Regions from separate parts of the Zea mays genome. Here region 2 is linked to region 1. Evidence: chromatin contacts called from public Hi-C data. All regions are on one chromosome and are shown on one strand. Each heading gives the region's core, a stretch centred on a gene start, on an enhancer-like site or on the middle of the called end of the contact. The rest is flanking DNA. Distances are from core to core; before and after follow the strand shown.

Region 1 (3,051 bases), core at 405-2,904:
CGCCTAGGCATCCAGGCGCTCGGAGAATTCTTGGTGCCTTGCTTCCCTTGCCCACCTAGGCATCGCCTAGGCGCTAAGACGGTGATCATGTTTACTTGCTCACCTTACCGCCTTAAGAACGTCTTAAGAACACTGATTTGTCACAATAATGCCTTCCAAAATGGGCAGTCGAGTCACAAAATGCTACGGGAATATAATTAATAAACTACAAGTCGCCTGGAGTTTTGAATTTTTGATAAAATTGCAAGTTCCTTAAAATGTATTCATGCTTGCCAGTTGCCACTCAGTAAACTATTTTGATGGAATACTGTAGAAAAATTACACACAGCTTGAATATTAGATGTGAATACGATCAGTCCGTCCAAGAAGTTAATACGGATGACATAAATATGTTGATATGGGGCTCTCTTTTTGTTTCACTTTATTGCATCTCAACTTCTTTTGAAGGCAACTTAACAGCCGAGCATAGAATAAGGGAATGAAAATATACAAGGCATTGAACATCTTACCCGATGTAATCTGCAGATGAGCGGTCAAGACCACTACATCCAGCCCAAGAGGCCCCACGAAAGATATTGCCACCGCCAACAACAATAGCAACCTACAAGGGCTCTCACATGTTTTAATGCACATTATATGATTACTTTAGAGAAAACAAAAGGCAATGACACACACAGAGTACAGATACACATCCAAGATCATTTGATAGGAACGCAACAGAATCTAACCATTGAATTAATGTATACTATTAACAAGATGTACATGCACTTTTTACTTCACTAATTATAAATCTTTAACCAAGTAGTCCAAGATGTGAAATAAATGAACGGTGGTCGAGGACACACCTCTACACCTAGCTTGGTGACAGAAGCAACCTCTCTTGCAATAGCCATTGTAATCTGCAATAGACCACACATTTACATTAAATTCCATGACCCACTCACATGAATCTCGTCTGCTATCACAGTATTTAAAGATGCTCATGCTCCACCAAAAGAAGGTTAACCTTTGGGTCGATGTTTTCTGTGTGGTCGCCGGCAAGAGCTTCTCCACTTACTTTAAGCAATACCCTCTTCCATCTATATAGCCTTTTGGAACTAGAAGAACCTTCGTCAAATGCAAAGCTGAACGACGGCATCAGTGAGGTTTGATTTCTGAGAAACAAATAGACATGAGATGAATGACGAAACGTAATCCAGAATTACATAGACCCAGTCGAATTTGTAGCCCTGAACTGTTCAATTAGCTGCTAATGATCTAGCGCTTGAGGAAACAAACGTCCAAGGAACATGCGTTTCGTCTAACATCCCAACAAAATCAGCATACCACACACGCGGGCAGCGGGCCACCGGCTACACATGCCATCACCCACGGCACAATTATTATATGTATTTCCGGCGGGATGTAAAGCTGCGTACCCTGAGTTGGAGGAATAGAAGGAGCCGGAGGCCGTGGCGGCGCAGGCATAGGCGCGGCGCTTGGCGGAGAGGAAGAGAGGAGCGGCGACGGGATGGGCTCTCTGTACGGGCGAGTGGAGCACAGGAGACGGGGTCCGTGGAGAGGGGAGGCCCGAGAGGAAGGTGGCTGGCACCGCGGCAGCGGCGGCGGCCATGGTTGCCGGCCGTGGGAGCGAGCGCGAGTGCGGCAAGCAGCCGTCGATCTCCGGAGTGGAAGGAGAAGCCAGGACCCAGGAGAGGATGATGGAGGGGAGAGATTTTCGTTTTTAATGGACTTGGATTAACTTGGCCGAAAATGTGATTTGGGCTCAATTTTTGTAGACAGCTGGCCCAAATACATGCCGAACAGTAGCACAAGGCGCCACAAGGGACTACAGTGCGTGAGAACTCCCACGCGACGTTATCTTTGAATTTTTTTTATCGAAATTTAAATCTCTTTCTATTTAATTTTGACTAGTGAGAGATTTAGTTTTATCTAACCTTATTCAGTGGTGTTTGAATGCACTAAAACTAATAGTTAATGGCTAAAATTAGTTGAGACATCCAAACACTCTAGCTAATAGTTCAGCTATTAGCTATTTTTGGTAAATTAGTTAATAGTTATGTAGTTATTTATTAGCTAGCTAAATCCACTAACAATTTTTAGCTAACTAATTATTAGTTCTAGTGCATTCAAATAAGCCCTCAATTCAGACGTAACCGAACAAGTCCTAAAGCCTTATCGGTTGCGTCTGGATCGAAGGGGGTTAAATCTCCTTCTATTCAATTTTGACTAGAGAATGATTTAATCCCCTTTAATCACTTTCGATCTAGACGCAACCAAACGAGTCCTAAATAGAAATGGAAAGATGTCAACTACATGTGTGTTCATCTTCATATTGTTTTGCTTATCTAAATATGTCACCCATGTGAAAGTTAATCTTAAGGATCACCCTAACTAGTTTATTCATGTGTAGTTCAAGGACGATTTCATGCAATATCACCATGACATCATCCCTAGTAGCATATTTTGTTGGATCTTTTATGGGCTTGGCCCATTTATTGAATAAACTCTATACTGTGTAATGATAGAGAATACCAATAGTACCATATTGGAAGTCCAATGGTCTTTTGGCTTGACTTATATGGTGAGAATTATTCCACCTAGCTTGAGAAGTCAAGAAACGGACAAGGGCGTGCCACACGCGCGCGCGCCGCCGTCAGGCGTGGCGTGGCAGGCGTGGCGTTAATTTTTAGCACTCACTAACCGCGTAAACCTTTCAAGCTGGACAAGGATCTGGATCATTAGAGCGCATGGGAGGGTATGGTCAGTTTATTTACTTACTGTTTTGCGTTCTGCAGATTATATATATTTCATATATTCATCTATGTTGTTTCATATGTAGTGATTTTATCTTATCTGTTCTGCCTTATTATAATATGTTATATCTGTTTGTTTTGATTTTACAGTCATGTTGTTTATGTTTCTATCTGTTTATTTTCAATTGTTCAGTCAGTTTATATGTTTATCGTATTTATATGATTTATATGATTCATATGCTTTGTGTTCTCATGATCCATATTGTTATGGATATATTTGAGATCATGATTTCTA
Region 2 (2,827 bases), core at 307-2,806, 160 kb after region 1:
AATTTTGACATAAACTCAAACCCACTGGTTAGCTTATAGAATTAGCTTTTCATGAGTACATGGATCATTGAAATAAAGCGGAGTTCGTATGACGTCTGTTTTACCTGCTAGCTAGGAGCCTAGGAATGCTTAAGTTGGAGGATAAGCCTTCGTCACAACTTGGAAGACTTAGTTAGATGCCCATGCATGTTAGTACAGATGATTATAGAATTTTTTTAGGAAACAGTATATTCGTTTAGTTTTCTGATAGCGATTAGCTATCATCAACGGTTTAGGAAGTCGCTCGACGAAATAAATTCCCCAAAAAAAGGTGCATGTCTTCGTAGCATGCAATGCAACCATGTGGAATTTGGTATATATATATATATATCATGAAAGCATATTTTTTCATTAAAGCGATTTTATATTCTGAATTTGTTTAAAAGTTTATATATAGTTTTATTATATAAATTTGGGCAATCCTTGAAAAAACTGAACCGGATGGTGAAGCTGTAGAATATATCATATATTTTTTCCCCGGACGATAGATAGAGATATATACTACCTAGCTAGCTAGTTGTATAGAGTAGCTTTGTGAGATTACGTTTGACATTATTAACACGCATAGAAGAATACATATATAGCTTAATTGCATGCATGCATCATTAGATATAGTAACAGTGATGGATCGTTACACGCTGCAGAAGCATGCGCTTAGTCGTTATTTGCAGACGATAATAAGTAGATCGATGGAGTAGTGATCGAGCAACACACACGTGACGACGTTTGCTCTTATTTACTTACACGCACGCACGTGTACGGCGCTAGGGGCCGTATATATATCGAGTTCTGCATGCATATCTCGATCGATGGGATGATCAGTCGTTTCAGTCGCAGTAGTAGGAGTAGCCGTGCCCGTGCCCGTGCCCGTGCGGCACCCTGTGCTCCTGCTGCCTGCTCTCGTAGTGGGCCTCCTTCTGCTCGCGGTGCTCGTGGTACGCGTAGCCGCCGGCGCCCAGCGCCGCCGCCGTTGCCACGCCGGCCTCGATCTTGTGCCTCTGCGCGTTCGCCGGGTCCTTCTTCGCACGGTGCCCCTCGTACTAATTTCCACATATTATATTCCATCAACAACACATCACCACATATATAGATCGTGCATGCACATATATATATGGTAACTGTATTATATATATTACCAGAGCAAAGGCGCCGCCCGCGAGGGCGCCCACCTCGCCGAGGCGCTCCTTGTGCTTATGCTCCTTCTCCTCCCTCTTGAAGTGCTCCTGCTCGACGCCGTAGCCTTCGTAGCGGCCGCCGCGGGAGTACTCGTCGGCGTACACGGCGGTCTGCCTGCCGCCGTAGCCGCAGTCGTCGGCGCCGTACGCGGGCCTCCTCATGCGGTCGTCCACGTTGTCGTAGTACTCGTCGGTGCGCGAGTACGCCCTCACGCTGCCGCCGTGCCTGCCGGCGTCATAGCACTCGTCAGTGTTGGAGTACATGGCCCTGCCGCCGTGGTAGTAGTCGGCCATCGTCTCAGGCTCTCAGCTACGCTACTAGTGTTGGGCCGGGCCGGATTTTGCTTTGCTTGCAAGGATGGAGCGCACCTATTTATAGCCCGCGATGACGGCCGACCCACGCCGCGCGCACAGGTGGGCAGGTGATGGACGGTCAGGATTATATTGCCGGACAAACTAGAACAATTTCATGATATATATGGACGAGGCCTTTAATTTATTCCCTCATGTTGATTGATGCCCTTCAAACGAGCCTTTAATTTATTGGAATGTTACATCAACTCGAATATATATAATATATTGTTGGAAATGAAAGAAAGCCCTAATTAATTAATAAGCGGTTTGGTTAAGATTATTGTGACATTACTCGAACCTGATGCATGCGCAAGCTCCTCTTATATTACAACAGCCAGTTCTAATTTAAGAACTATAATGTGAAAAAGGCCCAAAATTCTGTCGTCAGAAAGTTTAACAAATTCATCAGCAGGCTTTACATCTCCGAGAATGTAAAATTTAAATGGTATTCTGAAATCCAGCTTATTAACAAGTTTTGGTATACGATAAACCATGAACGACGCTACAAAAGATATATTATATACGTACATAATAAGATTTTCATGTTCATCGCAATTCGCACCATGTTTTGGAAGGACAAATTAAGAAATAGCTCACACTAAAAGCTAAATCTACTACTAAAGGCATGTTTGTTTTAGCTTATAGATTATATAATCTGGATTATAATCTAAATTATATAATCCAGATCTAGATAGATTATAATTTATATGTAGCTGTTTGGTAGTATAAATTATACAAATGTAGATTATTCATAAAGACAACAATACTCTTGTTTGTTTATTTAAGGTGAGGAAAGTATGACATATATTGTAATTTTTATTTACATAACCATGGGCAGTGAGTGTTTTGCCAAAAATAATCTCAAAATAAGCTACCTTTGAGAAGATTATGGGATTATCATAATCTGGACTTTAGATTATATAATATGTACCTATAATCTAGGTGTTTGTTTAACTGCTGGATTATATAATCTAGAGAGATTATAATCTGAAACAAACAGGTCTAAGAAGAATCAAGATAGATGAAGATTACATAGATGATATGCACAATTGAAGGCGTCAAGATTCCAATGCGCGTTGTTTTCTCTCTTTCTGAAAAGGGAATGCGATATTTAATATATCAACTGGCTAGGAGCATTTTGTTTTTTTCTAGCATTCATGTAAAGTTATTCTTCTTTCAGGGAATAGTTTTGCTGTCAAGAAATGACGACATCAATTCCATTTCTACTTCTTTCAGCCTCAGAGATAAGTGTACTACAC

What was found. Hi-C and Micro-C count contacts between places; a contact is called where the count stands out from the background.
Region 2: a Hi-C map of leaf shows a contact between it and region 1, with 5 times the contacts expected there. The contact joins the promoter of LOC100285704 here to the promoter of LOC100217180 in region 1. A contact is called at or near these places in 4 of 25 Hi-C or Micro-C datasets (ear and leaf).

What each region holds. Positions count from the first base shown.
Region 1 is chr8:163,118,881-163,121,931 of Zm-B73-REFERENCE-NAM-5.0, forward strand. It overlaps LOC100217180 (Amino acid kinase family protein), which reads right to left and starts at 1,655. Exons shown (of 7, transcript NM_001143541.1): 1 at 1,419-1,655; 2 at 1,007-1,154; 3 at 846-899; 4 at 510-601. The coding sequence starts at 1,612.
Region 2 is chr8:163,277,810-163,280,636 of Zm-B73-REFERENCE-NAM-5.0, forward strand. LOC100285704 reads right to left here and starts at 1,557. Exons shown (of 2, transcript NM_001158595.2): 1 at 1,176-1,557; 2 at 621-1,079. The coding sequence starts at 1,508. The coding sequence ends at 867.